Regions from separate parts of the Mus musculus genome. Here regions 1, 2, 3, 4, 6 and 7 are each linked to region 5. A link is a contact called in public ChIA-PET, HiChIP or PLAC-seq and promoter capture Hi-C data. All regions are on one chromosome and are shown on one strand. The core of a region is the stretch at or near the end of the contact, and the rest is flanking DNA. Distances in the headings are between cores, read along the strand shown. Region 1 holds the start of Ciao3 (cytosolic iron-sulfur assembly component 3). Region 2 overlaps Ergic1 (endoplasmic reticulum-golgi intermediate compartment (ERGIC) 1). Region 3 overlaps Atp6v0e (ATPase, H+ transporting, lysosomal V0 subunit E). Region 4 holds the start of Atp6v0e (ATPase, H+ transporting, lysosomal V0 subunit E). Region 5 holds the start of Luc7l (Luc7-like). Region 6 holds the start of Mettl26 (methyltransferase like 26). Region 7 holds the start of Antkmt (adenine nucleotide translocase lysine methyltransferase).

The links. Promoter capture Hi-C pulls out the DNA fragments that hold promoters and counts their contacts. ChIA-PET counts read pairs in DNA pulled down with a chosen protein or histone mark. HiChIP or PLAC-seq counts read pairs in DNA pulled down with a chosen protein or histone mark. Capture Hi-C pulls out chosen DNA fragments and counts their contacts.
Region 1: a contact with region 5 is called in a promoter capture Hi-C map of pre-B cells, with 6 times the contacts expected there. The contact joins the promoter of Ciao3 here to the promoter of Luc7l in region 5. A contact is called at or near these places in 6 of 39 promoter capture datasets (the C10 cell line, erythroid cells, liver and 1 more), 12 of 484 Hi-C or Micro-C datasets (CD4 T cells, brain, cerebellum and 6 more), 1 of 115 datasets of contacts at active chromatin or transcription factors (pancreatic cancer cells) and 1 of 9 other capture datasets (adipose tissue).
Region 2: a contact with region 5 is called in an HNF4G HiChIP or PLAC-seq map of pancreatic cancer cells. The contact joins the enhancer-like site here to the promoter of Luc7l in region 5. A contact is called at or near these places in 5 of 39 promoter capture datasets (cranial neural crest, fetal liver, frontonasal cranial neural crest and 2 more), 1 of 484 Hi-C or Micro-C datasets (nephron progenitors), 7 of 115 datasets of contacts at active chromatin or transcription factors (the SCID.adh cell line, cardiomyocytes, embryonic forebrain and 2 more) and 1 of 9 other capture datasets (adipose tissue).
Region 3: a contact with region 5 is called in an H3K4me3 HiChIP or PLAC-seq map of forebrain, with 5 times the contacts expected there. The contact joins the enhancer-like site here to the promoter of Luc7l in region 5. A contact is called at or near these places in 2 of 39 promoter capture datasets (cranial neural crest and liver) and 7 of 115 datasets of contacts at active chromatin or transcription factors (astrocytes, bone marrow-derived macrophages, cardiomyocytes and 4 more).
Region 4: a promoter capture Hi-C map of adipose tissue shows a contact between it and region 5, with 5 times the contacts expected there. The contact joins the promoter of Atp6v0e here to the promoter of Luc7l in region 5. A contact is called at or near these places in 16 of 39 promoter capture datasets (the 3T3-L1 cell line, 3T3-L1-derived adipocytes, the C10 cell line and 10 more), 2 of 484 Hi-C or Micro-C datasets (regulatory T cells and trophoblast stem cells), 9 of 115 datasets of contacts at active chromatin or transcription factors (the SCID.adh cell line, astrocytes, bone marrow-derived dendritic cells and 6 more) and 2 of 9 other capture datasets (adipose tissue and liver).
Region 6: an H3K27ac HiChIP or PLAC-seq map of embryonic stem cells shows a contact between it and region 5, with 4 times the contacts expected there. The contact joins the promoter of Mettl26 here to the promoter of Luc7l in region 5. A contact is called at or near these places in 4 of 39 promoter capture datasets (the C10 cell line, the HPC-7 cell line, embryonic stem cells and 1 more), 2 of 484 Hi-C or Micro-C datasets (cerebellum and liver), 10 of 115 datasets of contacts at active chromatin or transcription factors (bone marrow-derived macrophages, effector CD8 T cells, embryonic forebrain and 4 more) and 2 of 9 other capture datasets (liver and pancreatic islet).
Region 7: a contact with region 5 is called in an RNA polymerase II ChIA-PET map of memory CD8 T cells, with 10 read pairs. The contact joins the promoter of Antkmt here to the promoter of Luc7l in region 5. A contact is called at or near these places in 4 of 39 promoter capture datasets (the C10 cell line, liver and pre-B cells), 2 of 484 Hi-C or Micro-C datasets (the N1E-115 cell line and regulatory T cells), 3 of 115 datasets of contacts at active chromatin or transcription factors (memory CD8 T cells, microglia and pancreatic cancer cells) and 1 of 9 other capture datasets (liver).

Annotation. Positions count from the first base shown.
Region 1 is chr17:25,771,376-25,775,303 of GRCm38.p6, forward strand. Ciao3 (cytosolic iron-sulfur assembly component 3) reads left to right here and starts at 2,401. Exons shown (of 11, transcript NM_026238.4): 1 at 2,401-2,512; 2 at 3,671-3,766. The coding sequence starts at 2,447. It overlaps Gm41550 (a long non-coding RNA gene), which reads left to right. Exons shown (of 3, transcript XR_876684.1): 3 at 1,035-1,169.
Region 2 is chr17:26,614,919-26,618,908 of GRCm38.p6, forward strand. All of the region lies in intron 3 of Ergic1 (endoplasmic reticulum-golgi intermediate compartment (ERGIC) 1), which reads left to right. Among named protein-coding and RNA genes, the nearest start is that of Gm41553, 25 kb to the right of the region's middle. Within about 2 kb of position 1,968, at least 58 of the 459 cell types and tissues checked have an H3K27ac peak or open chromatin away from gene starts, as enhancers often do. A contact at or near this core is called in adipose tissue, liver and pancreatic cancer cells, where this site is marked.
Region 3 is chr17:26,692,840-26,696,770 of GRCm38.p6, forward strand. It overlaps Atp6v0e (ATPase, H+ transporting, lysosomal V0 subunit E), which reads left to right. Exons shown (of 4, transcript NM_025272.2): 3 at 2,516-2,645. The coding sequence ends at 2,609. Among named protein-coding and RNA genes, the nearest start is that of Atp6v0e, 18 kb to the left of the region's middle. Within about 2 kb of position 1,537, at least 52 of the 459 cell types and tissues checked have an H3K27ac peak or open chromatin away from gene starts, as enhancers often do. A contact at or near this core is called in forebrain, where this site is marked.
Region 4 is chr17:26,674,852-26,678,872 of GRCm38.p6, forward strand. Atp6v0e (ATPase, H+ transporting, lysosomal V0 subunit E) reads left to right here and starts at 1,545. Exons shown (of 4, transcript NM_025272.2): 1 at 1,545-1,727. The coding sequence starts at 1,624.
Region 5 is chr17:26,250,629-26,254,808 of GRCm38.p6, forward strand. Luc7l (Luc7-like) reads left to right here and starts at 2,282. Exons shown (of 10, transcript NM_028190.3): 1 at 2,282-2,463. The coding sequence starts at 2,403.
Region 6 is chr17:25,872,844-25,876,889 of GRCm38.p6, forward strand. Mettl26 (methyltransferase like 26) reads left to right here and starts at 2,657. Exons shown (of 6, transcript NM_026686.2): 1 at 2,657-2,883; 2 at 3,117-3,279; 3 at 3,377-3,436; 4 at 3,652-3,719; 5 at 3,818-3,896. The coding sequence starts at 2,687. n-TGccc7 (a tRNA gene) reads left to right here and starts at 2,245; the gene lies at 2,245-2,315.
Region 7 is chr17:25,790,765-25,794,606 of GRCm38.p6, forward strand. Antkmt (adenine nucleotide translocase lysine methyltransferase) reads right to left here and starts at 1,630. Exons shown (of 5, transcript NM_145410.4): 1 at 1,289-1,630; 2 at 808-912; 3 at 582-722; 4 at 169-219; 5 at 1-14. The coding sequence starts at 1,450. It overlaps Metrn (meteorin, glial cell differentiation regulator), which reads right to left. Exons shown (of 4, transcript NM_133719.2): 4 at 3,807-3,842.

The DNA.
Region 1 (3,928 bases), core at 1,151-3,650, 480 kb before region 5:
AACCAACCAAACAAAAGGATTTGAATCCAGGCTGGGCTGTTCAGTGAAAACAAAACAAAACAATAGGGCTGGAGAGATGGCTCAGTGGTTAAGAGCACTAACTGCTCTTCAGAGTCTAGAGGTCCTGAGTTTGAATCCCAGCAACCATATGGTGGCTCACAACCATCTGTAAGATCCAATGCCCTCTTCTGGTGTGTCTAAAACCAACAAAAACTGAGTATAGGATTTTAGTACATCAGTTTTTTTCTCTTGTAAAATCGCATGCATTTGTGTGTGCACATACATGTGTATGGGTACATTTGTGCTATGTTGTACCTGTGGAGGCCAGAGAGTCAGTTTTCTATTTCCATTATACAGGGCCTGGGATTGAACTCAGGTTAGCAGGCTTGGCTGGCTAGTGGCTGGCCATGGGCCCCAGGGCTCTCCCTGTCTCTACCCTCTCAGTGGGATTACAGGCAGCACATGTCACTGTGTTCAGCTTTTACATTAATGTTACAAGTCACACTCAACTCATTCCTCATGTCTGCACAGCAAACACTACATCAACTCTCATCTCAGCTGGGTGTGGTATCGAATGCCTTTAATCCCAGCACTTGGGAGGCAGAGGCAGGCAGATTTCTGAGTTCGAGGCCAGCCTGGTCTACAAAGTGAGTTCCAGGACAGCCAGGGATACACAGAGAAACTCTGTCTTGAAAACAAAGAAACAAACAAACAAACAAACAAACTCTCGTCTCAGCCTGATTGTTACCATTTCTAGTAGACATTTTGGTGACATTAATGATGTTACAAAGCCAGGCATGGTGGCACACACCTTTAATCCCAGCATTCCAGAGGCAGAGGCAAATGGATCTCTGTGAGTTCTAGGCCATCCTAGTCCACCAAGCGAGTTCCAGGACAGTCAGGGCTACACAGAGAAACCCTATTCTGTTTAAAAGAAAAATGACATTCACGTGTGCAGCATCTATTCTAAAGACTTTTCTAACCACCCTGATCAGAAACCTTCTCCACACCTGAGGTCAGCTTTCCATCTGCAGGTTTGCCTGTCCTGGACATTTTTGCTGAATGGTGTCACACGTGTGGCCTTTTGTGACTGGCTTCATGAAATCCACTGATTGTAATGTCTTCAGGGATCACCTACATTACACCAGGACTTCATTCTTTCTACTGTTCCAGGCCATTCTGCTCTGTCTCTCTTATTGGGCCTTGGATATGCCTCACATCTGCCAGCCGTCCACTGGGTTTGTTCTAATAGACTTGGGTTTGGTGGTGGTGGTGGTGAGTTTGAATTTCCAGGGATCTATGTATCACCCTCCTTCCAGCATTAGAATCCTCCCAGCAACCCTGTATACAGTTACCAAACCCAGACACTATTGTGGATGCCAAGAAGTGCATGCTGAAAGGAGCCTGATATGGCTGTCTCCTGAGGCCCTGCCAGAGGCTTACAAATACAGAGGCAGATGCTAGGCAGCCAACTGTTGGACTGAGCACGGGGTCCTCAATAATTAAAGAAAGGACTGGAGAAGCTGAAGGGGTTTGAAACCCCTTAGGAAGAACAACAATATCAACCAACCAGACCCCCCAGAACTCCCAGGGACTAAACCATCAACAAAGGAGTACACATGGCTCCAGCTGCATATGTAGCAGAGGATGGCTTTGTCATGCATCAATGGGAGGAGAGGTCTTTGGTCCTATGAAGGCTTGATAGATGCCCCAGTGTAGGGGACTTTGAGGGAGGGGAGGGGAGAGAGGGTGGGTGGGTGGAGTAACACCCTCACAGAAGCAGGGGAAGGGAGGATGTGATAGGGTGTTTCCAGGAGGGAGGGAGGGAAACTGGGAAAGGGGATAACATTTGAAATGTAAATAAAGAAAATATCCAATTTAAAACAAGAATCCTCCTGGCAAACAGAAACTGTCCTTTGGCCCTGGTCCAGTCCAAGAACCTGCTTCTGTAAATGTTCTCCCACACTCCAGTCTTAACATCTCAACAGCACTTGTCTATCTCATTTTTTGGTAAGCCCATTCCAAGGCATTCCAGTGAATCAAAGTTAATTTTGTGTTCTCCTGCCCACTGCATCTGGAACCTTCCTTGAGTATTGCTAGGTCAAGGTGATGAATGAAATCCGGATTCCGACCCCTACGGGAAGCGGGAGAGACTCTGAGTCTCTAGTTACATTCTTTGCGTTATTTGTCTTTGCTACCCTGCTACACCACAACCAAGGGACGCAAGGGAGACCGAACGCTGTGCTGTGGAACTTGCAGCTTGAGTCCGCTGGGCCGAGCGCTCAAGGCCGCCGGCAGAGGGCGCGCACGCTTTTCAAAGCTTGTTGACGGAGAGAAATGAGCATGCGCTGGAATTTGCGTTTTCCGGCAGAGTGGCGGAACTGCATGTCATTTTGGTGTCATTTTGCGACACCCCCGTGTGACACTCGGCGGCAGTGAGGCTGTCATGGCGTCGCCCTTCAGTGGGGCACTACAGCTGACCGACTTGGACGACTTCATCGGGCCATCTCAGGTGGGCCGGCCAAGGGCGAGTCGGGCAGGAGGAGGGTCCGAGCCTGGCCGTGCACCTCGGGAAACCTCTCTCGTCTGTGTCTTTTCCCAGGGCCCAGGACCCAGGGCCTCAGTCAGTCTAGTTCCCTTTTCACAAACACAGACAACTGAGGCCAGGGAGGGCCAGACAACGCGGTTACTGGGCCCGGAGCGATCCCTGGGACCATGGGAGTGTTTAGTGGTGACAGGCAGGTTTAGTGTTTAAAAAAAAAAGGTGGGGGGACTTGTTGTTATGTGATCTTAAGTTACTGTTGTAGTAGTGTCACCCAGCTGGTGATGCAGAGACATGGTGGGGCTGAGTTAGCCTCCACACACCTGTGAGATATCCCTTCCCACTCCTCTCTCAGAGCCAGTTGTCATCTCTGTGGACAGGGACCATGTTGAAGGGACAGGTTTGATGTCCACTTGGGCCACAGCCACAGCTAATGTTCCTGACGTTGCCTCGAGGAAGAGAGAGGGATACAGACAGACCGCCCTGAAAACAGGAGCTGCTGCCCTTGCTGGGTCTTCCTTTGTCTCCAGAGCTAGCCAAGTCCCATGACCCATAAAAGACGGGCTGAGCTGCCACACGGACAGGATGAACTGGGCCATCTTACCCGAGACTGGCCCTTTTCTGGAAAGCCACCAAGGTTCAGGAAGCGATAACAGGAGATGTCCAAGAGAAGGGGAGAGACATGGAGTTTCATCTGTGGTCGTGGGATGGAGGTGACCTCTAGATGTTTCCAAGGAAAGCCTTCCTGTCTGGCCAGGCCTCTGACACTCTGATCTCCGGGGGTGTGCTGCTATGTGCACGTAGGAAGGGCAGGCTAGTCAGGGCTTCTTGCATTAGCTTGCATATAGAGTTTGTAGCAGATTTCATGGTGATTCTGGAGAAAGAGTGGCCTTGATGGCATTCTCCTCACCTTGTACAGAGAAGGGTGGGCAACCAGAGCTCAGCATGGCTTCAGTGGCAGGAAGGTGGTAGAATTGGCCTCGGTGGTGAGCTTCACTCTATGGCCGGTAGCCAACCATCCCTGAGGCCCTCCATACCCAGCCCCCCACCCCACTCCCCACCCTCCCCACCCCCCGTCCAAGTTGCTTTCTCCTAATAGAGCCTGGTGTGGGGTCTTTCCTGGTGTAGAATTGCATCAAGCCTGTAAAGGTGGCTAAGAAGCCAGGAAGTGGCATAGCCAAGATCCACATTGAAGACGATGGCAGTTACTTCCAAGTGAACCAAGTAAGGACCCTGAGGTCTCACCACATCCCTGCTGGGGGCTGGCGGTGGCAGGAGGGGGAGGGAGGCTGGGGTGTGGATCTGAAACACACATCTTCTTCTGCCTTTCCCAGTCGCAGATGTGGCCACCCTGAAACTCACTGCATCTCCCCAGCTCTCTCACTG
Region 2 (3,990 bases), core at 718-3,217, 360 kb after region 5:
TTCAAAGCCTCTTTGTAGCTGTGTTTACAGTTTGTGGAACTGTCATGGGGCTGGGCCCTGGCACCCCCTTCTCTTCTGCCCAGCCTTGGAATTTTCTCTTTCTACTCTTGGAATGTCTTGGTTTCCTTTGCTTCCTTCTCAGCCATGAGACAATAGGAAGCTAAAAACCGGCGTCATGGCTGCAGCTGGATCTTATTACCTTTGTCACCAAACAGCCCCTTTTTTATGGGGAAACTGAAGTTATATGAAGTAGCAGTACTTGCCCACAGTGATCAAGTGAGGTGGCTCCTGAGTTCTGAGAAGCTGGGTTCACCTGGTCTTAGCTCACATCTGGATGTAGCTGCCCACCTGTCACTGATGTGGGAGCATCTGCCCTGCTGTCACTCTGACACTGGTTTGGTTTTTTTTTTTTTTTTTTTTTTTTTTTTTGGTTTTTGGTTTTTTGAGACAGGGTTTCTCTGTGTAGCCCTGGCTGTCCTGGAACTCACTTTGTAAACCAGGCTAGCCTCGAACTCAGAAATCCGAATGCCTCTGCCTCCCAAGTGCTGGGATTAAAGGCGTGCACCACCACACCCGGCTCTGACACTTTTAACCCAGGGAGTTTCATGGGCCTGTGGAGAGAACAATAAGACATTAGAAGACCCAGAATCAGGATACTACTTGGCTGTGTTACCCTGACAAGTTCCTGAACCTCTCTGAGTCAAAGAAGTGAGAGTAGATCAGACTTCAACTCCACTTCCAGCTCTGGTGCTTTCCATGATAACAGACCATGTAGGGATCATCAGAAGTCCCCCCACAGTCCCCAACAAGTGACTGTGACCATGGGGAGCATCCTCTCTGTGTCCTATGGCTTTGGGCTTTGGCTGTGTGCTCCTAAAGCTGCTCTCTCACTACAGTGCCTCTGTGTCTGCTGGCTGTGGACACAAGCAAAATATACTGCAGTTATTCTAACTAACTATAGTTACCTTTGGGAATTCGTTTCTGGGACCCTCACTTCAGAGGTCCCAATATTTCAGTACAATAGGAGATTTGCATAAATATACATATCATCTACATAAAGCTACATATAATCCTCTTATGTACATTTTATTTTTTTCTGTAAGAGATTTGTTTTTATTTCATGCATATGAATGCTTATCCGCATGTATTTCTGTGCACTATGTGCATACACGGTATGTGCATACACTATGTGCATACACGGTATGTGCATACACTATGTGCATACACGGTATGTGCATACACTATGTGCATACACGGTATGTGCATACACTATGTGCATACATGGTGCCTTCAGCGTCTAGAAAAGAGGGTATCGAATCCCTCAGCACTGGAGTTACAGAGGGTTGGGAGGCTCCAAGGGATACTGGGAAGTGAACCTGGGTTCTCTGCTCGAGCAGCCAGTGCTCTTAACCGCTGAACCATCTCTTCTCTCCAGCCTTTTGGTTTTGTAGTTTTGCTTTCTGTGACAGAGTCTTACCAGGTCTTACTACGTAGCCCAGGCTGTCCTCCTGAGGACTGGAATCACACACAGTTGGATGTCACCACTCACAGTCTTCCTCTATCTACTTCAAACTGTCTTCATCTTACTTGAACATCTAATATGTCATTGCAATACCACAGGGGAGTAGTGGGACAGTATTATGAGGTGGATCGAGATAGTGAGGCTGGGAGAGGGAGGACACAGGACGGGCCTGGTGCTTTCTCAAGATTAAACGGGATGGTCTGGGTAAAGAGTACTTAACCCAAAGCCTGTGGACATTGTCACCTGACAGACTGTGTCTCTTGGTGCCTCTGTGTTTCCCCCGTAACACTTGAGGAAGCCTTAGTCAGCTCAGCCCAGTGAAGGCATGCCTTCAGCACTGAGGCATGGCCACATCCCAAGTGACCTTTGTTGTCAGAGCTTGGGCCTGCAAAGGCTGTGTAGCAGACTGGGCCACTCAAGCAAGCCCAGACAGTAGACTTTGCCCACTGTTTACCTAGGGCAGGGCTGTCAGAGTACAGTGTGTTCCCCATCATACCCCTCCCTGTGCAGGGACTTCCTCTTCCTACCTCCTGGATGCTGTGGTCCCAGGAGGAAGGAAGAGGGCTGAAGAGTCTCAAGCCTGGCCCGCTGGCTACTTGTTGCTGTTGGTGGGAGCCTAATGTCCCTCCCTTCTTGTGCTTCCTTACCATGGTACTGACTTGTCAGGGGTCCAGGCAGGCCCAAGACTTAACACTACAGCCTGGAAATGTTTGCTTTGCCCCCATTGGGCCCCTTTCTCTATGGAGGCAGCCCTGCCTGGAAAGCATATAGGTTTTCTCTATGGAGGCAGCCCTGCCTGGGAAGCATATAGGTTTTCTCTATGGAGGCAGCCCTGCCTGGGAAGCATATAGGTTAGGGGGAAACTGAAGAGGGGTTCATTCTCTTTCGGGAGGCCACTGGTCCTGTCTGATGACTTTGCTCCCACAGAGGGCCAGGGGATCCCCTCTTGCCATGAAGATGTTCATAACTCAAGGAAACGAGGTCATGGCGCAGCCCTGGCCTGTGGCTGCCAGTGACGTGAGGTGCTCCTTCTGGCCCCATAGAGTTAGAGGGAGGTGGGTTTGTTTGTGTGCTTGACTTCCAACCCAAGCTTTGGCCAGGCTGGTGACAATGGGGAAAGAAGGTGTCCCATGGGATTCAGTTTTAACATAATATCTCTTTTGGTGCTTTCTAGGTATTGTAATGCTAGTCTCATATGCCCAGGTTAGCATCTTCCAATGATTGCCTCAACATTTTATAAAACCCCTTGAAGTTTGTGGAGGAAACTGGGGCACCAAGAAGCTAAAAACCTGTAAGGTTCATAAAAGGGGCAAGGGAGAGCAGAGTCTAAGCCCAGGACCTGTGCACACCTACAGCGTGGGCACCCTACCCCGTCATCCCTCCCGTGTCTCTGCGGGGCATGTTTTAAAGCCTCAAGTCATGAAAGCCACAGCTTTTGGGTAAAAGTTATTGATGGTTAGGGACAGAAGCTTCAGCAGGCAGAGCTTGTTCTTATACAAGCTTGATGGCCTGAGTTGGGTCCCTGGGACCTACTCCACTCCACAAACTTGTCCCCTGACCTCCATGTGCGTACTCACACACGTCACACATACGCTCATTAGTGATAGTACATTAAAATTAAACTTCAAACCTATGGACTGGGAGACTCAAGATTCCCCTGTAGAATTAGGTGGCAAACTAGAAGAGGCCACTTCAGGAAGCAGGAGCTTGGAGGTTACCTTGAGTTGGTTCCTAAAACATCCCTGTACTGAGCCAAAATTGGGGAAACTAGGAGTTTATCCAAGAGAAGAGTGGGGGGCGCCATCCCGCCCAGCACCCCTGAACTGAGTCTCAGTTGTAGCTGGTTGGGATTAGACTGTCACCAAGAACATCCTCACCCTTAGCGATGGGAGGTTTAAAGGCTCCTGGGCACAGAGCGACAGATCATCCCTGAAAGGTGGGTCTGGGGAGGGGTGAGTGTGAGCCACAGACCCTGGTAAGGAGTCCGATGATTGCCAGGAGGAAGAGGGGTGGCTGGGCAGCTGGTTGTGGAGGGCATCCACCCAGTAGGCAGCAGCTGTGTTTTCCCTGTGTTTTAGAAGTCAGGGTTTAAAAGCCAAGGTTCCTGAGGCTTACTGGTCAACCCACCCGCCGCCTCATACACCTCCCCTCCCACTCCCACCCACCAGTCACTGCGGCCTCCATGCTGAATGGAAGTTTCCATTTGACCAGATTGTTAAGCATGGAGGCCAGCAACCTTGGGCAGGAATCTGAACTATTTAAGTGCTCTTCAAAAAACAAATAAAATTGTTTTCCATAGATGTCATCAGGCTCACGCCTCAGCCTAGAATCTCAAGGCCTTCGGCTACATTCCACCTACATCCCCCCTACCAGTACCTCCCATCCTCTCTCCCTACAAGGCCAGTTCTCACCTACCTCCTCCCCATGCTCTGGCTGGTGCCCCCCACCTGGAATGTAGCCCCATTCCT
Region 3 (3,931 bases), core at 287-2,786, 440 kb after region 5:
CCACACCACGCCCGGCAAGGATTCTTGTAGTGAATGAGACCATAGATGGGTTCTTAAGCTGTAGGTCACAAGGGTTGAAGTGGCTCCAGGCACAGGGAAGTTAAGACTTTTTGACTATAGACAAACTCCTAGTCTTATTGGTGAGAACCACAGGAAGTCACAGATTACAGCTAAGAAAGAGATAAGATTAAAGGCAAAGGTCAAATATACCTTGGCCTTCTGCATAGTTCATTCCTAGTTTAATGCTCTTATTTGAAATAATCTCTGTAAAAGAGGAGTGTTGTCTCTATGTAGGTAGTCTTCACAGCAAACCTTGTTAATTGTGCTACTAGTGAGAGATTTTCAACCAGCCTTTCCCTTCCCACAGAGCTTTAATTTTCTCTTTCTGTCCTGCTCCAAGGATTTTCAGAAAAGCTCCTGGATGACTAGTCTGAGGTTGACACACACACCCTCCACCCCTGAAATGCTGGGAGGGTTTTGTCTATGTCTCTGTGTTAGTGCAGAGACCAGAAGAGGGTGTCGTATCTGGATTAGAAGTTACAGGCAATGGTGAGCTGACCAGTATGGGTGCTGGGAAGCAAGCTTGGGTCCCCTGGGAGGGCAGCATTTGCCCTTAACCACTGATCCATCTGCCCAGCCCCGAGATGATGTTTTAATTGCCTTCTACACACTCTTGGTGAGGAAGGACGACGGGGACAGCGCGGGCTCTAATTTATCTTCTTAATTTGATGTTTCTAAGTGTTGCCAGTTAGCTCAGTCTCTTATGAAACACGGAGCTGTTCCTGCAGGCAGCTTGCCTCTCCTGCTGGGAAATAGGGAAACCCTGGGCTTGGTTGGAATTTTCCATGACTCTCTGTCCACTCTCAGAGCTTTTCTGCAGTGCAATGTCCACCTGTGTTATCCGTAACCCCAGCACTGTGTGTGTATGTGTCTGTCTGTCTGCCTGCCTGCCTGTCTGTATGGAGCCTTACTGATAGGTTTTGTCTTGTGTTTATGTTTTATACCCTAGTTCTAAGGGTGATTAGAGACTCTCATCTGAATTAACTCTTTGTTCGTAAAGTGAGTCACCTTAAAGTATCTGTTTTGGCCTGGTTTCCTTCTGTATCATGTTTCTCATCACAAAACAACCTTTGTGGGCTGGGGAGCTGCACACACCTTGTGTCTGTGGGCGCCTGCTCCTGACGCTGTGCTGCCTGCTTCTCTAGCACTCTCTGCGTTATTGATAGAATCAGCCTTTTGGTCTTATGATTGGAAGGATTCCAAAAATGACAGCCAAAGGAAGAAGAGACCCAGCCTGGTAATGGCCTAGTTGGGTTTGACTGGCCCCCTTCTTGGACAGGAGTTTGAGACCACTGTGACTATTTCTCTCCTTTTCCTCAGAAAGCAACCCCCTAGACTACATTCAAGAGATTGATAACACGGGGTCATGCCCCTGAAACTCATTCTTCCACGGCCTGTTTACCAGTACTCTGCACCCCCACACACACTCACCCCCACTCCTCCCTCCATAGACAATCTGGATAGGAACTAAAGGCAGTGTGAATTCGGCATCAGTCCAGTCTCTCCAGATGCTCAGTTCTTGCTTAGCCACCCTTTCAGCCCCGTTTACATCCCTCTCCCCTGCTTTTCCTCTCTCTAGTTACCGTCTAATATTACATAAGATCTCCGAGGAGACAGACGTGTCATCTTCCCTCTGCTGCTGGGGCCTGGGACCTAGTAATTGCTCATTAAATATTTGCTCAGTAAGTAAGACAGAATGGTTGAATAGCCGGACACCTGCAGGCTTCTCTTCTTGTTATTCCTTGCTTTTGTCCTTAGCCTGGTTCTCAGATGTCACTGGGCCTGTGAATTACCTCATCAGATATAAAATGGCTTATACAGAGCCTTGTGAACAGCATAAGAAAAACCTGTGCTGCTCTAGTTTCTGAGGCAACGTGAGATGCTTGTATTTCCTCTGTAATTTGTGGGTAATACAGACAGAGGTGCACCTGGTGAGTTAGATGCAGAAGTAAATGCCCATTTGGTTCCATGTGGTAGGGCCCACAAAATGCTTTGACATGTTTTATTGTGATGGTGATTAGGAATCTCGGGAGCTGAAATCAGATCTTAACTGTACCCCTAAAATAGTACCTAAATGTCTGCACACTGGAGAAGATAAATCTATTTTGCCTGGAAGTTTTAATAGTGACAAACTGAGATGAGGTGAACCGACTTGGTGGCAAAGATGTCTTGAATTTGGGAAAGCTCAGGTGTTTGGCATAGTCATGAAGTTGTGGAGAAAAGGCAGAGACTCAGCTGTGATGGAGCCTCCCTGCTTTGTGGATTGTCTCAAATAAAGACCCAAAGCAACTTGGGAGATGTTCTGTGGTCCCAGGAGAACAATGTGTAGTGAAGGCTTTGTCTGAATGGACTACACTGAAGTTGAACTAACAAGGTTTTTGAATCATATATGAAAATGGTTGTATTCTAGCCAGTTTCACAACTCTCTGCTTTTGTTCCTCCCCATGAATTTTAGTTGGCTGATTGCAATTCTGGCACAGCTCAATCCTCTGTTTGGACCACAGTTGAAAAATGAAACCATCTGGTATCTGAAGTACCACTGGCCTTGAGGATGAAGACGCGCTGCACAGTGCCTAGGCACTGAGGTGACTATGTTCTTGCCCTTTCTTGTGAACATTGACAGCCAGTCAGCTAGTATGTTTGCTATGGCCCTCAGAACTTCATGGCCATTTAAAGACAGCTGAGATAGCCGAAGAGTAGACTGGTTTAAAAAAAATTATTTATATATATATATATATTCTAAATAATAGAGCAAACCATTCTTTTTGTGTGTATTATTACCCTTTTAAAGTTTGGTGCAGGAGAGATGGTGCAGAGGGTGAAAGCTCTTGCATCCCTGGGATCCCCATCCACCTGCTGAGATCCTCAGCACTCGTCCTCTGATACACCTGTGCACGTGGTTCAAGACCGTAAGCTCCCCTGCAGGCTCCCAGCAGATTAGAAAGCGGGTAGTCTTAGTCTAACAGCACCTAACAATGGGAAGAAATGGCTAAACTATTGAAAATTAATGTCTTAGAATGCTTTGGGGAAAGGGAGACAATCCGCTGCTGAAGGTTGGGAATTGTATATGCCCGTAATTCCAGCATTGATTTCAGAGACAGGGGGATGATAAGTTCAAAGCCAGCCTGGGCTAGACCAGCTCAAGCTACAGAGTGACTCCAAAACAAAGAGGAAGTCAACTCAAGACGGAAGCTTTCATTTGATGCTGAGACCAGGTGGTAAACAGTGGCAGCGCGCAAAAGTTTACCCACTGGCTGAGTGGCAGGTCCCTTGTCATCTGATTCCTTTTCTCTGTTTTTTTTTTAAGATTTATTTATTATTATATGTAAGTACACTGTAGCTGTCTTCAGACACACCAGAAGATGGTTGTGAGCCACCATGTGCTTGCTGGGATTTGAACTCAGGACCTTCAGAAGAGCAGTCAGTGCTCTTAACCACTGAACCATCTCATCTCTCCAGCCCCCTCTGTTACTTTGTTAAATGGAAGCTAGTGTCAAGTGTTCAGAACAGAGCTGAGCCATTTTCTTAACATGCTTTTTGAAACGACTTTATTTATGTACATATTTATTTTACTTTTATATGTATGAATGTTTGCCTGCATGTGTGTCTTCGCATCACATTTTTGAAGTGCCCGAGGAGGCCAGACGTGGGCATCAGATCCCCTGAAACTTGTGTGAACTACCATATGGGTGCTGGGAGCCAGACTCAAGAAAGCAGCCAGTGTTCTTAAAGAAACTAAGCCATATCTCCAGCCTCTGAGCACTTCTTGAGAAAGATTGTCATTTGTCTAGAAGCTAAGGAGAGTTCTGAGCTGTGGCGGGCTCAGCTTTTGTTTCTTTAACCTAAGGTAAATAGTTTTAATAACATACCC
Region 4 (4,021 bases), core at 295-2,794, 420 kb after region 5:
CCATCACCTGACATAAATTACATGACTATTTTAAAGAAACAAATTATTTCAGATTACTAATGGTGAGCTGAGTGACTATCAAGACATGACCAATAGATGGACCTCCACTTCAAATTGAGTTCTGAGTCTAGTTTGGCCTGTTCCTAACTGCATGGTTCTGCCAGCCTTCACCTTCTAAATTCTGGGATTAAAAGTATGCGGCCACTACAGCTGGCTCAGTTAAAGTCTGAAAATCATTTGCAAAGATGGTACAGCTGCTGAAGGGTCCAATTAATTCAGGAATCCATTCTACTTGATGAAGAAATCAGGAGAGGTGGCTACTACGGGGAAATGGATCCACAGCCAGCACACTGGATTCAGCTGCCAGATCTCCCTTTTCATCTTGCTCTGTCTGCAAGCTTCTGCAAAACCAACCTCAGCTCAGCATGGTGCTTCACTGGCAATCCCAGCATTTGGGAGCTGTTGTGTTCCTCATAGCAAGTCCCTGGCCCCAAGGGAAAAAAAAACCTCCAAGAATTGCTCCCCTCCTCTGTGTCTCAGGAAGTTCATGGTGCAATGAGCCTACAATTCTGGCGAGCCACAATGATATTTCTGGCTAATTCCTATTCTTGTTTGTTTGTTTGTTTGTTTCGAGACAGGGTTTCCCTGTGTAGCCCTGGCTGTCCTGGTACTCACTCTGTAGAGCAGGCTGGCTTCGAACTCAGAAATCTGCCTGCCTCTGCCTCCTGAGTGCTGGGATTAAAGGCGTGTTCCACGATGCCCGGTGATAATTCCTATTCTTTTTTTTTTTAAGATTTATTTATTTATTATATGTAAGTACACTGTAGCTGTCTTCAGACACACCAGAAGAGGGAATCAGATCTTGTTACAGATGGTTGTGAGCCACCATGTGGTTGCTGGGATTTGAACTAAGGACCTTTGGAAGAGCAGTCGGGTGCTCTTACCTGCTGAGCCATCTCACCAGCCCCGATAATTCCTATTCTTATTGAAACTGTTGTGACAACTGGCGGGAATGCAAAGTAGGGCCTGGTCATCCTCAGCTGTCCATCTTCTCTGGAGATGTGACCTCTCTCAGATGGCTGTCAGATTTACTTCTGTAACTCAGACCCTGGCACTCTGTACAAGACACACAGCAGCACCAACGATTAAGAGCCTTACAACCGTGAAGTTACTTACAATGCGACTGTGATTCTTCACTTGCAGCAGAGATGGCGATTGTGAGTAGTTCATGGGCTATGGAAGAATGCAAAGCAGGAGCCTAGCATACAAGACTCTAGAACAGTAGTCCACTATTGTAGGTTTTACTTATTTATGTCTGCGCGTAAAATATAGATAAAACTGTAAATGACACATCACCAAAATGGGCCTAAGTTCTTTCCAGAAAACTCTGCTGGTCCCCTCCCCGGTGGCTGGAGGTTCATCTCAGTCAAGCCCCATGGAACCACAGCCTTGAGACTAGCCAGGTAAGGGCGGGGCTCTAGTCTAAGGGGCGGAGTCCGACGGTCGAGTCACGCCGCGCGCAAAGGGCGGGGCTTTAGCGCGCCGATCACGTGAGCCTCTGTTGACACTTCCGGGTGGGACGAGAGCGAGGCTCCGGACCGATTCGGCTGCTGGGGCGCAGGCATGGCATACCACGGCCTTACTGTGCCTTTGATCGTGATGAGCGTGTTCTGGGGCTTCGTGGGCCTCCTCGTGCCCTGGTTTATCCCCAAGGGTCCTAACCGGGGGTAAGTGCGCCAGGTCCAAGGTGGTGGGAGCGGAGGACCCCGGTGGGAGGATCACGGAGAGAAGGATCGTACGTGGAGGACTACGGCGGGAGGATGAGGCGGGGTGGACCACAGAGGGGAGGACCGCATGCGCTCCTCAGAGCCTGTCAACGTCCCCGGCTGGAGGGTGAGGTCACCTTTGGCGGCCCCTCCCGGAAGTGAATTTTAGGGAGTGCTTTTTGTCTTGATGGACTAAAAGTGTGCACTTCGACTGAAGAGAAATTAGGGCGCCTCCCAAGCCACTGTCGCTGCTTTGGTTCTGTCTTTGATGCACGGGAGGCTTTTTGCCTAAACCTCAAAGAAAGGGATCTGAGAACAGAAATCTCCCTCTCGCCCCCTTGCTGTCGCAGTTTCGGACTCAGACAAGCTTGATGCAGAGCGTTAAGTTCAGCCTTTGCAGCTAGTGGGCCCAACCCAAGCCAGGGTGAGCCTGATCTAAACGAGGTTAAATCACCCAGAGCTGAAGGCATTGTGTAGAAACCTCTGCGTCATACCTTCCAGGGCGCTCCTGCCCTTACTTGTAAACAGTATTTACAGTGGTTGGCCAAGATTTTCATTCCCCCATCTAAGGTTTGCAGAATACCGTTTTCTCTGTTTGGAGATAAACTTCTGTATTGCAGTGTAAAAACAAACCTTTTCAGAGGAGCCTAGGGCACCCTCTTTCTAGTTCCTCTTTTGAATTAAGTAATTTTTTCCCTCTCACTCAAGATCATGTGGAGGTGACACTTGATCTTAAGTAGTAGTGTGTCAGAAACGTCTCTTGCTTTAATGGTTAGACACTGAATGGTGGGTACATAGTGTTTAGCTCCACAACACTTTGTAGAGTAGACAATGTTTACTGAGTGGGCCATTTTGATTAGAGAAAGTTTTACTGTGGGTTTCTTTGTTTTGGGGGGGCTTTGGGGGGTTTGTTTGTTTGTTTGGGGGGGGGGTCAAGATAAGGTTTCTCTGTGTAGCCCTGGCCATCCTGGAACTCACTGTGTAGACCAGGCTAGCTCAAACTCAGAAATCCACCTGCCTCTGCCTCCCAAGTGCTGGGATTAAAGGTGTGCGCCACCACGCCCAGCTGAAGTTTTACTGTTTTGTGATATTGGCTTCTATTACTGTCTGGAATACACTGACTTTTAACAGTGTTTTTTCTATTAGCCTAAGAAAGCACTTTTAAAGATGTATGTATTATTTTATGTATATAAGTGTATAGCTGCATGTATGTAAGGGCATCATGCGTGCAATGTCCACAGAGGCATTTGGATCCCTTGGAATTGGAGTTACAGATGGTCATTAGCTGTCACGTGGGTGCTGGGACTTGAATCTAGGTCTTCTGGAAGAGCAAGTGTACTTAACCAAAGAGCCATCTCTCCAGGTCGCAATTAAATGGCTTTTGAAAGGGAAATGATAGGTGAATATCTGTCCTTTGCAAGCATCAGGGAGGCTCCACTTCTCAGTAACAGTCCTACAGCGTCATCTGCGGTTTACAGCAGCTGATGTGGTATCTGGGCTCTGCAGTTATCAAAGTAATTTGTAGTAACTGAGTACTGAGTCCATTTAGACACTTTTTTTTTCCTCTTGGAGTTAGACAACAAAATGTCTCTGTTGTGTTTAAACCAACCCTGTTCCGTTCCACCACTGTCTGTCTTTCTGGCCTTCATCCCAGAATAGCTTTCATTAACGTGCCTAGTTTGGGCCACTCCTTTCTTAAAACTCTGTTCTCCCCATCCTGGCATCAGGTGCCCCTCCTGTTATGCAGAGTAATGAAACCCCTGGTGCTCACCACAGTCAGGTTCTATTTGACCTGCAGTGAGATCATATCTGGGGCCTATTTGCAGCCTCCACTGCAATCCTTGTTTTTCTTGCTCTTGGCAGGATTGAGCAGGTCTTGAAATGGTGCCTCCTAGGAGTTATAGGCTTAGAGTTTAGGAAACACTGCTCCAAGGTGACTGAGCTCTTGTGACCTTGGAAGACTTAGTTAGCTTTTCCATGTTCCTTGGTTTTACTGAAACATGGATGTTTTAGGATTAATTAATACCAGGTCCCTTCTACATCCTCCTTCCCAAAAGATTGTAAATCAAAAGGTCTTTTTTTTTTTTTTTAAGTTATACAAGAACTGACCTGCTTAATGAACTCTGATGATTTTTTTCCTGTGTTTGTGTGTGGCAGCCGTGGGGGTGGGGGTGTAAGTAAGGGTTGCTGAGAAGTGAACCCAGAGCCTCCTGTCTTCTAGACAAGCACTCTACCACTGAATTGCATCCCCAGCC
Region 5 (4,180 bases), core at 1,032-3,531:
GGTTTGGTTTGGTTCCCAGCTCCTACATGACGGCTCCCAAACATTTCTAACTCTGGTTCAAAGGGAATTGTGATATAAAACAAATATTGTACTATTAGGTTCTGTGTGGAGTACAAACGCCAACCCCCACGGAGAGCACATAAGCATCCGAGAGAACGGAGAACGATTTAACAAACACATGGGCTAGATCATCAAAACTGTCTGTCTCAGGGTGGACATTTATACAATTTATATAGAGTAAGTAGCTTTGTCATGAAAGTCTACCATTTTAGAGTGGTCTTTTCCTCCTAGTAGCAAAAGAAATCCCTTAGCCTGAACTTTATAGATCCAACACCTACTTCCCCAGCTTCCAGACACGAATCACCCCTGCCCAGTTTTATTTTTTAAAGTTGTTTTTTTCTTTTTTTCTAAAGATTTATTTATTGTTATATGTAAGTACACTGTAGCTGTCTTCAGACACACCAGAAGAGGGCGTCAGATCTCATAACGAATGATTGTGAGCCACCATGTGGTTGCTGGAATTTGAACTCAGCAGTGCTGACCCACAGAAGAGACGTTAGTGCTCTTAACCTCTGACCCATCATTCCAGCCCCAGTTTCATATATATGTAAAAGAGTGCATATTTAATTATTTTGCTTTATAACTTACAAATGTAACATTACTCTCAATAGCAATTAGTACTTTGCAGCACTGATAAATCAACATCCAAAATATTTTTTACATCTAATTCAAAAAACAGGTCTCTTTCTTTACTTGGAATTTCATAATCTGCTCAAAGGTCCAAGTCGTGGATTTTGGTACATTCTCCTAAATTCATGTGCTGTGGGTAAAAAATTATACATTAACACCTATCCATTTTAGAAAGCACATAATTGCGCTGGTGAGATGGCTCAGCAGTTAAGAGCACTGACTGATCTTCTGGAGGTCATGAGTTTAAATCCCAGCAACCACATGGTGGCTCACAATCATCCACAATGAAAACAAATAATAAAGAACCTAGGGGCTGGAGCAAGAGGAAGAAGTCGAGCGCGGGTGGGGGGGGAGTAACAAAATAAATAAATAAATAAGCATGTAATTAATATGACTTAGCATTTCAACTTTCACTGAAATAAGCAATATAGTTTTATAGAGAGTAAATGAAGAAATGGACCAAGTGTAATGGCATGTGCTGATAATCTCAATGGTCTGGAGGCTGAGCAGCAGAGGGATAGCAAGTTCAAGTCCAACCTGGCCTCTGTGTGTGTGTGTGTATGACTCTGTCTCCAACAGAAGAAATGGAGGCAAGCACATTTGCACATTTTTGTAATTGCAGCACTTGGTAAGGAAGGGAAAGTGGGAGGGTCAGGAATGCAAGTCATCTTTGGTTTCATAATAAGTTCAAGGTCAGCATGGACAACATGAGACTATATTACACAAACAAAAAGAACTGAGATATAACCTAGAAATTCACTTATCATTAGGTTTTTTTTTTTTTAAAGATTTATTATTATATGTAAGTACCCTGTAGCTGTCTTCAGACACTCCAGAAGAGGGCATCAGATTTCGTTAATCTGGACCTTTGGAAGAGCAGTAGGCGCTCTTAACCACTGAGCCATCTCGCCAGCCCCCTTGTTTTGTTTTTTGAGACAGCTTTTCCCTGTGTAACTCTGGCAATCCTGCAGCTTGCTCTGTACCATCAGGCTAGTCTCTAACTCAGAGATGTGCCTGCCTCTGCCTTCCCCAGCGCTGGGATTAAAGGCCTTTGCCTCAAGTTTAATTTATTTGTTTGACTAAAGTCTCATTAGAGCAGAGAATTTGATGTTTCAGGAACCAGGATAAAAATTAGTGGTGGAGTTTTTAATCTAGTCTTTTTTTAAAATAAAGATCTATTTATTTTATTTATATGAGTACACTGTAGCTATCTTCAGACACAGCTGAAGTGGTTATCAGACCCCATTACAGATGGTGGTGGGAACTGAACTCAGGACCTCTGGAAGAGCAGTTTGTGCCTTTAACCGCTGAGCCGTCTCTCCAGCCCTTTTTTTTTTTTTTTTTAAAAAAAAAAAACAGGAGGTAGGATCTTAGTCTCACAAAGACCACGCTTCCACAGGGTAGCCTGACACCCAGGACGCTGGCCTTGAACTACTCAAGCCTGATCCTGGGGATTACAGGCATACCACGACCGGCCAAAATCAAGCTTAGTTGATCTAGTCTTTAGAACGATTTGCGACCGTTCCACTCAGCGACTCCTGTACACTTCCCGACAGGCCTTGCATCAACGCCAAAGAACTTCCTCCCAGCATTCCCCGCGGCCGGAAAGCGCCGTGCGGGCTTCAGGCTGATAGGAGCGTCTTTCCTCGTCGCTGTTTGCGGCTTCTCTGGTCGAGTTGTGCGGAGCTTCTCGGCCGTCCCCACTGGCCACCATGTCCGCCCAGGCGCAGATGCGGGCCCTGTTGGACCAGCTCATGGGCACGGCTCGGGACGGTGAGTCTGAGCGGTGGCCCAGGCTCTGGGCGGGGTGGGAGCAAGGCGAGGCCGCCTGGAAGCCTGAGGTGAGGGCCGTGACAGCGTGCGTCTGCGCGGGGCGCCATTTTTCTCCCCTGCTTGCTGACCCCAGGCTCGGGGCCTTTGTCTGATCTGCTTGGCCTGCGAGTCTCTCGCAGCCGCCGCGTTCTACTGGTCCGGGCTGCCTCCTTCCTGAGAGTCCGATCCGACGGTGGGGCTCTGTCCCCTTCTCGTTTTCCGTCATGCGAGTTCCTCTTGGTCGGCACGGCGGCTCGGCGCCGCCGGGCAAACTGGAGCGTCGGCGAAGGGCTGGAACCAGCGCGGGCTCCGGGGTGCTGGCTGCCGGGTGGCGGAATTTCTCTGATACTCTTCGGAGGAGAGGCGATCCCCGAAGGAGCTGGACGGGTTTCGAAAACCCGGGCGTTCTTGCTCCATACGGTTACACGGGGAGCCGCAAATGAGCATTTCTAACGTGGGTTCCCTCCGCGTACTTTTCTAGTCTTCCCTCCCTTCATTCCCCTGCCTCACAGATTAGCCTCGGTTTAGTCACCTCTCGGCATTCATTAGGTAGTTGGTTCAGTAAGGAGGCGTGCAAGATCATGGTGGTGTCTCAGGAAAAAGCAGTTGCATCCTAGCAAAGCTAGATCCCTGCTGTGGTTTGTGTTTTCATTTTTACTAAAGTAATAAAGTTGTAATTTCACACTGGCACATTTCACAGGGCTGTGCAGATTCTTTGCACCATTTCATAGGTCAATACGTGCTTTTAGCTTTCTTTGTATGTTGAGTTGCTTTTGAATTGCTTCCCATATTTTTATTTCATACAAACTGAACAATTGTGGCCCCTCTATTTTATTTATAAAGGTTCAGTGTATCTTTGCCTGCCTACATCAATCTGCAAGGGAGTTGCAGAAAAGCCTCATGTTCATCGAGCCGTGAGTCACAACCAATTTCTAAGCTGTTATAACAAAAAAGTGTTTGCTTTTTTCCCACAAGTAACTTTAAAAGTGTAGTTTAGAAAGAAAACATTTTCAGTAAAAAGACACGACATTAATCCTGGATGCTTGCCAATCCTGAAGTATATTCTCCCTGACTATTACACAGCACTGTGTCCTGTACACAGATAGCCTTAGAATTTGTCACATACCACTTTGCCTTTACTTTTATGTATCATTCCCCGACTTCCTTACTGCAGGTGTGGGCAAGAAAACTTTTCCTTTAAAACTTTTCAACAGCGGGCATAAAATTCTGCAGCTGAGTTCTTGAAGATTGCAGATGGGTACAGTATGTGTTGGAGTTCACAGTGTGTATTGACTAACCTGATTCCTTTTTGCTTTCTTTGGTATTGTCTTGTTAAAAGTGACTCCCAGGTGCCAACTTTCCTTTTTGAGGGTGGGGATGAAAGGGGAAGAAGAAGAAGAAAAGGTCTAGAGATATTTAAGTCAGTGATAGAGCTTGAAACCGTTCTTCCTCTTGTAGTTTTTTTTCATAAAATACTGCCTATTAATTTGATTCTAACAAGAAAATCAGATTATTGAATAGCTTTGGTTGGTGGAGATTGGCAGCTGTAATGATCCGCAGTGGATTCATGGCACTCATTACACCCAGTCTTGATGGGTCATTTGCCCACATGTAAATTTGGGTGGATGCCTTCTGGTGCTCACTCCTACTTCTGACTCTGTTCTGCGAATTAACGGTG
Region 6 (4,046 bases), core at 1,407-3,906, 380 kb before region 5:
AGAAGGGCAACAGTAAGGGCTGGGGAGAAACCTCAGGGGCACTGGACTCAGTGACCATAGACACGTGGGACTGGGCTAAGGAAAAGAATGTGAGTCCTGCTCAGTTCAGGCTGTGTGAGACAAAGACACCAGTGCCTCTAAGGGAGAAATATAGCGAGGCTGGATGCTCACTCATCAAGTATTGCCTCTACGCTAACCCCAGAGAGAGAAGCCAGGACAGAGGCCAAAGCTAGGAGAGTGTGGAAGGACCAGAGTAACGTAGGTTTCTAACACAACACAAAATCTAAGACCTGGGGCTCTCAAGGGCCCTGATAATTTGGTAATAAAGATAAACTCATTTGAAAAAGCCAAAATCAGCTCCAGGAGCCTGCATGTCTGACCTTAACAGGAACCCAGCCTCAACAACTGCTTGCCATGGCTGGAGAGTCCAACTTACAGGGTCCAGACAATGGCCAGCATCAGGCACTCAGGATCTCCAGGAAGCAGGTGCTCACACAGGCCAACTGCAAGCAAAGTCTCCTCTCCCATCTGATGGCCTCTGACCTCAGTAATTAGGGAAAGTGTTGGTGCATCCAGAGCAGCAACTCCCACAGGAGGGTATTAACCAGAGGCCAAGAACCCTTAAATGTCTTGTTGAGCGCTGTTCTCTAACGCAGCCTCCCTGTGGGGAAGGGGAAGCAAGAAGATCAATCTAGGGCTGTCATCAGTCTCCCTATTTCCTGGTTTTTTGTTTGTTTATTTTTCAGACAGGGTTTCTCTGTGTGCTGAGACTAAATGTGTATATGCTACGCGATGCTTTAGGAACTAGTTTTGGCCGGCGTGGTGGCGCATGCCTTTAATCCCAGCACTCAGGAGGCAGAGGCAGGCAGATTTCTGAGTTCGAGGCCAGCCTGGTCTACAAAGTGAGCTCCAGGACAGGCAGGGCTATACAGAGAAACCCTGTCTCGAAAAACCAAAAAAAAAAAAAAAAAAAAGAATTAATTTTGATTCTTTGTTTTGTTTTGTTTGTTTTGTTTTCCAGACAGTTTCTCTCACTGTGGACTAGCCTCTGACTCTCCAGTACCACCACCAACAGGCCCCAGTTGAAATTTAAGTAGCTCCCTGGCTGTCCCAGGCCCTCTTCCAGGGGCTCTCCTTGAGACAGGGCATGTTTAGAACAGTGTTGCACTTTGATGGAGAGAAAGAATCATCCACGACCTCTCCTGAACTTGGACATATGGAAGATGCTCACACCCCCAGCTCCTCTGCCCAAAATCCCACGAATAATCTATGGGAAAAGCAAGCCAGGTATGCAGAGGCTGAGGCTGTAAAAGGGAGAGTCTGACTCAGGTCCAGTCAAGGTCACTACCAATGTCAGACATCCATAACCATCTGTCAGGGGCTGCTCAGAGTGGGTGAGGGGTTGGACTTCAGGACTTTCCCCGAGTCTGGACTGATAACTTTTCAGAGGCATTTCTAGAGTGGCCACCCTATATCTCATCCTTGGGCCATGTCACTCACATAGTTTAACAGTTTGACTACACTCACACCCCTGGTCACTCCGGCTGAATAGACACCTCAAACACAGCCCCAAGCAGGAGCCATGTTTAACCCTGAGCTCCATGATGTAGTATGGGGCAGAGTAGCCCACGCAACCTTTGAACTAACTGTTGGCAATCAAGCGTGAACGTCTCGGACATTTTCTAAAATCCAGCCCCTGTGAGAAATGAACCACTTCAAACCACACAAAGGTGAGAATCAGAGAAGTACCCTTGTCCGTGCACTTGTCGCTTCGAATTTCATTTCAATAGTCACTGACCGCCTCCTGCTATCTATCCGTGGACCTCGAGCTAATGCCAGCCGTCTCAGCGTCACACAAAGCTCATCTGAGCCCAAAGTGTCCCAGACCCGAGGATTCCTGCATCTGGGTTCCCCAAGCTCCATTCTGTTACCGCCCATGCCCACAAGGCTTGGCTTGTTGAACCTCAGGACCTGAGCGCGACCTCAGGCTTCCAAGAGATCGCGACCGCTATGGTTTCCATGGCGCAGAACCAAATCCTGTCTATAAATCTCACGGTACCCACATTTTCTCCTTTCCCTTGGACGACAGCAACAACACTTTGGGATCTGGTGGGATATGTTGTTCTGCAAACGCTTGCCAATAGAGAAACGGAGCGCAACAGAAAAGACACAGGCATAATGCTGTTACATTAACATGCTTGCGTCACAATTCGTATGCCCTACGGACTGCAGTCTCGCTCAACAGCGCCGCTGGTGTAGTGGTATCATGCAAGATTCCCATTCTTGCGACCCGGGTTCGATTCCCGGGCGGCGCATGTTCTTTTTATTTTCCCGTTCATCTCTGAAAAGGAAGGATGCCTTGCAATCTTAAACACCATTCCAAAAAAGGTGAGGCGCAAACGCAACAAATGAGCTTTTAAACAAATACAGCTGAAAGACTCCAGGAAACCATAGCCTCTACTCGAGCCTTGTTCCTTGTCCGAAGTCACCGCTAAATCCCGGCCGCCGGAATCAGTTTCCCGCAGATGCAAACCCTTTTAGGAGTTGAGAGGCCTCCTAACAGTTATACTGTTGCAAGCGGCTGGCCCTTTCGACCACAACTCCCGTAGTGCCCCGCGCAGGAGCTGGACCACAGCTCCCGTGGTGCCCCGCGCGCATTCTGGCTGGGGCTGGCCGCACCGCTGCGATGATGATGGCTGCGGCTGCTGAGAGAAACAAGGAGCCCATCCTGTCCGTACTCCGCCAGTATGTGGATCCTGCCCAGCGCTGTGTTCGCGTGCTCGAGGTGGCCTCGGGCTCTGGACAGCACGCGGCACACTTTGCACAGGCCTTCCCGAATGCCGAGTGGCAGCCGTCGGACGTGGACCAACGCTGCCTGGACAGGTGCGGCGGCGCGGTGTCTTTCCCTTGCGGCCGCTTGGGGCTGAGTGAACGGCGGGGCTGGCAGACCGGAAATCAGGACAGGCCTAGGTTTGGGTGCCAGACTGAGGTAGTAGAAGCAATGGGCTGTAGGGTCGACAAAGATACCCGCTTGCTGCTCCTCAGGACTTTCCCCCCACACCCCGATCACTGAGGGGCCTCGTCAGCCCTTGCCCATGCGCTGCTGCTCTCCACAGCATTGCCGCCACCACCCGAGCCCAAGGGTTGTCCAATGTGAAGGCTCCGCTGTACCTGGACGTGACCTGGGAGTGGGAGCAATGGGGCGGCATCCCACCCCGATCGCTGGACCTGTTGCTCTGCATCAATATGATCCACATCAGCCCCCTGAACTGCACAGAGGTGGGGACCACTGTGGAGCCCAGCTTTCACGTTGCAAAGAGGAAAGCATGAGTCTCCAGCTCCCGGCTTACTGTGCCCTACTTGCCTTCCTCTGCAGGGGCTCTTTAGAGCAGCAGGACACCTGCTCAAAACCAAGGCTGTGCTGATCACCTACGGGGTGAGTGACCCTACCTTAAGACACCCCTATCAGCCTTGGGTGTTTCCCCACTCTTGAAGCCCAGGGCCCGGGACCTAGCTAGCCCTTTTCCTTCTTGAGTGCAGAAAAAAGTTATTCTTTCTATACTCCTATGGAAAGAACTCCATCCTATCCTGCAAACTAGCTGTGTGGGAACGACTGACTTTGGGCCTATGTATTGTGTCTTGTTCTCACAGCCCTATGCCGTCAATGGGAAGATCTCTCCCCAGAGCAACGTGGACTTTGACCTGACCCTCAGATGCAGGTCAGATCTGGCTAGGAGGTAGCTTGGCTCAGAGAGAGGGTAGGCGGGATCATAACCTCAACTCTGCAAATGCCTTCTACCTTCCTCCCCAACTGCAGGAACCCAGAGTGGGGGCTTCGTGACACAGTCCTTCTGGAGGAACTAGGCCAGGCCAGTGGCTTGGTCCTGGAGAGGATGGTAGGCAGGGCGATGTGGGGGTGGGGAGCCTCCCTGTGATTAAGAGTCACTCCAGCCTGGCATGGTGGCGCACGCCTGTAATCCCAGCACTTGGGAGGCAGAGTGAGTTCCAGGACAGCCAAGGCTACACAGAGAAACCCTGTCTCGAAA
Region 7 (3,842 bases), core at 380-2,879, 460 kb before region 5:
TCCAGCAGTTGGAGCTGTAGGAAAGAACAGGAGGGAAAAGAACACAGGAGCAGGTCAGAAAAAGCTGCCCCATCCAGCTGAGCCCAGAACATATTCCAGGCCCGAGAGCATCCAAGAGCCAAGACTGTGGCCCTGATCTCCCAGCAGGACAACAGACCCAAAACCTACCACACTGGGAGCCAGGAACACAGACACGTTGTGACAGTCCCTGAGGCTCACCTGTAGAAAACAAGGGTAAAGGCTGGAGGGCATGCAGTCCCCAAGGTAGGGCCTCTAGCCCACCCAGATATCCACATAATAGCCACTCAGAGCATGAAACTTGGGAGATAAAGATATCAGGAGCTGGAGGTGTGCCTCAGGTGGCAGAGTGCTTGCCTAGCATACACATATCCCTGGGTTTAATCTCCAGTTCTGCATAAACTAGGTCTGATGCCTATAATCCAAGGCTAGTTTGAGATAAGCCTGGACACACATCTCAAAAAAAAAAAAAAAATGAAAGGAAGAGGGAGGGTAAAGAAAATCAAGTTTGGAAAGAAAGAGAGTGGGAGGGGGAGGGAGGGGTATCAAGTTTGGTAGGGTACCTTCCAGAGATCTTTTCGATGGTAGCAGACACTCGCAGAACAACCGGCTCTCCAGGCATGCAGCCGTGCAAGTCCCACAAGCCACGGGTTCAGCTCATATCCCATAGCTGGACGGAGACCACATTGGTGGGCCGCCAGCACCTATGGGAGCCAAGAGTGTGGGATCTGGATGAAGGGAATGGGGCCACCACCAGAGGGACAACGAATATATAGACACAGGTCTTACGATCCTGCCATCACCAGAGCCTAGATCCACCATTTTTCCAGGGCGGCCTCGCAACAGTGACAGCACGTTCTCAACCTGCCGGGCACTCGCGCCAACGTAGGGCACCTGAATAAGGAATTTGGTGGGCTGAGGCTAGAAATCACACAGGCAGAAGCACCAGTTTGGGGGCCGATGGGAGCCTACTAGATTTCCTTTCTTAAATTGATACCATCCAGTGAGCCCCGCCCACTCTCCAGTCATAGGCCCGTACCCCCTAAGTAACTCAATCCCAGCTTCATTCATTTAGACTTGGTCTTGACGAAAGACCCAGGCTCCGCAACTTCCTGGTCCCAACTCTCCGTACATCGGGTTCCCGGGTTAGGTCCCGCGCCATAATTGATTCCGCCCATCTTTACGCTACCTACAGTAGCCTTGACCCCACCCATGGAACCTTGGCTTGCACCAGTATTGGCCCCTTTCCTTCCAAGGTTCAACGCTGCACCTGCAGCCTCAGAGGCACCCGGCGGAAGCCCGGCTGCAGCAGCAGCGCCCATATAGTATAGACGGCCAATCCCGAGCCTGCCGCCGCTTGCACTATCTCCAGCAAGCCCAGCCGCTTCTCGCGTAGCTCAGTCAACGCTTCGGCTGGGTCGTCCTGATCCATGATTGACAGACACTCAGTTCCAGGTCCTACTTCCCAAGGCTCCCGGCCGGTAATGGAAGCGGTTGCCCTCCCCGCTGCCCCCAGCCTGAGCCAAACTCTATCCGCTTGCAGCGTACGCCAGCCAACCGCAGCCGCAACTGCAGAAATCTAAGTATCCGCTGCGATCAGTCGCCGGAAGTGGAAGAGGCCTCCGAGGCCAGTCCGACATTCATTCTTTTCCGCCCAGCCATCCGGGGGACCCTCCTTGGGTTCCGGGTGATGGTTTGGGGTAGCGATGACCCAGGCGATGGGCGAGAATGACAGGGTTTGCCACGAGTGGGTCTACGGTCCGAGACATACAGCGGTCAGCTTCAGGGTCCACTTTACAGACAACCACATGGAATGGAATCTGTTCTAAATCCCCCTGAGGCTGTACTGCTGGCCGGCAGCCTCGGGTTATAGCCAGGGTCTATAACTGAAAGGCACTCTCACGCAAATTCTGTTGATCAAGACAAGAAATGACTGAAAGCCTACCAAAAATCCAGAAGCAAACCACAGAGGACGTCCTTCCAGCCGCCCCTCCCCCTCTTCCGCGACAATAATTAGGCGGGAAACAGAGAGTATTCTGGGGTCGAAGGAGAGGGGCGGGCAGCTAGAGACAGATGTTGGCTCTCTAGTGAGTACGGAGGGAGGGGGCCGGATGTGAGCGACTGGGTGCTGGCAAAGGGCCCAGCCTAGGGTGGAAGACAGCCCAGGAGTCCGGAAGATCTCCTTCTTTCAAAAATAAAGGGTTGAGTGACTCTTAGTAAGGCCCTGCATGGAAACAGATAGAGCCTTGAGTCAAGCTGCTGGACCCCGACCACCCACATCAAGGCTAACTGTCTGAGAATGGTAGATCTTCCCTGACTATGCTCACTCATGGCCTCTTCGGCTATCCCTAGCATAGACGGTGATGGCTTCCAAACTGAACATGCCCAATACCACCACCCTATCGCCCAGGCACAGAGTGTTACCCTCCAAAACCATCTGCAGGACAGGTGTCGCAAGACAGCATGTATTCTGTGTACATGTATTCTGCAGAGAGGCTCTGCTCCATCCAGCTCAGAACCTGGCCACCGGAAGATTTATACCAGAGCCCTCCCACACACTGAATTCTAGACAGGGTTGCTTGGACATAGCTATTCCTGTCTGCTGCTCCTGGCAGTACTCTAAGACCAAGAGCACCCAGGAAGCCCTGGCAACTTGACCTGACATTGGCACCCACACTCTGCTCCTCAGCTGCCAGGGCTCTACTTGGAGGTGTCTCTGCTCCTCGCAAGGCTTTCCCAGGCTAGCTCCTGTGATTTGGGTCCTGCTTATACACACCATCCTCCTTGCTGTCTCTGTCTCTACTGTTTGGAGTCTTCACCACCTGTTCCCTAGAGCAGACTTGAGGCCACTGGACCAGCCTTCCCCTACCAGATGGAAAGACAAGGGTCTAAATCCTTAGCACTCCATGGAGCTTGGGGAGAAGAGAAGTAGTAGCAAGGGGCCGATTCAGAGGCAGATATGGAGGGAGAAAATGCAATGGCCTACTCTTCAGGAGTGATCTCGGACTCTCAGTGCCCTTCCCTCTCCAGAAGCAGTCTATGGAAAAGGAGCATGCTCTCTGTCCACCCTCAGATTACACAGATGTGATTTAAGTTATCTGGTTATAAATATCCCAAAGAAGCCATTCCGGGGGCCTATGTAGGGTGTGGCACCACCATTGTCATAGTCTGAGGCAAGGAACCATATGTCTGGTCTCTGCACAGCCTTGTCACTCTCCCAGTCTGAATGAATAGTCTGTTGGGACTGATGATGGGTGAAAGCCTTAGAGGGAGGTCACGCATTTCCAGAACTCCACTCTCACTCCGCACAGCACGGGAGCTGAAGCTGTTTCCCAGGAGCCATGAGGTAGAGGCAGAAGAAATCTGACGGACGTCCTAAGAAAACCAGCGCACACCTCACTCAAGGTCTTTCAAGCCACAGGCTTTGTCTGCTCAGGGTCTCACTAGCCTTTTGCGAAATAATGAGGCCCAGGAGAAAGGCAGGCATAGCAACAATGGGGCCAGTGGCGGGAAACAGTCTTTAGAGACCCCATTGTCCATTTCTCCCGCCGGAAACGAACAAGCAGGATCCTGCAGAGGAGACCCCACACCCTGCAGGCTCTCTGCCATGTCTGGATGCTCAGCACGTCTCAGGGGCCTCCGGACAGAGGGGCCCATTCTTCCCCAAGGGCGGGACCGGGCCAAGGATGACTGTATGGCTCACAAGGACCATGGAAGGGAATGGCGCGGTGCCAGACTAAAGAACCCCTCCCTAAAGGCCTCGTAAGGAGCTGAAAGTGATGTCTGTCTGTTTGCCGCCCCCCCCAGGCCACCTTTAAACAAAC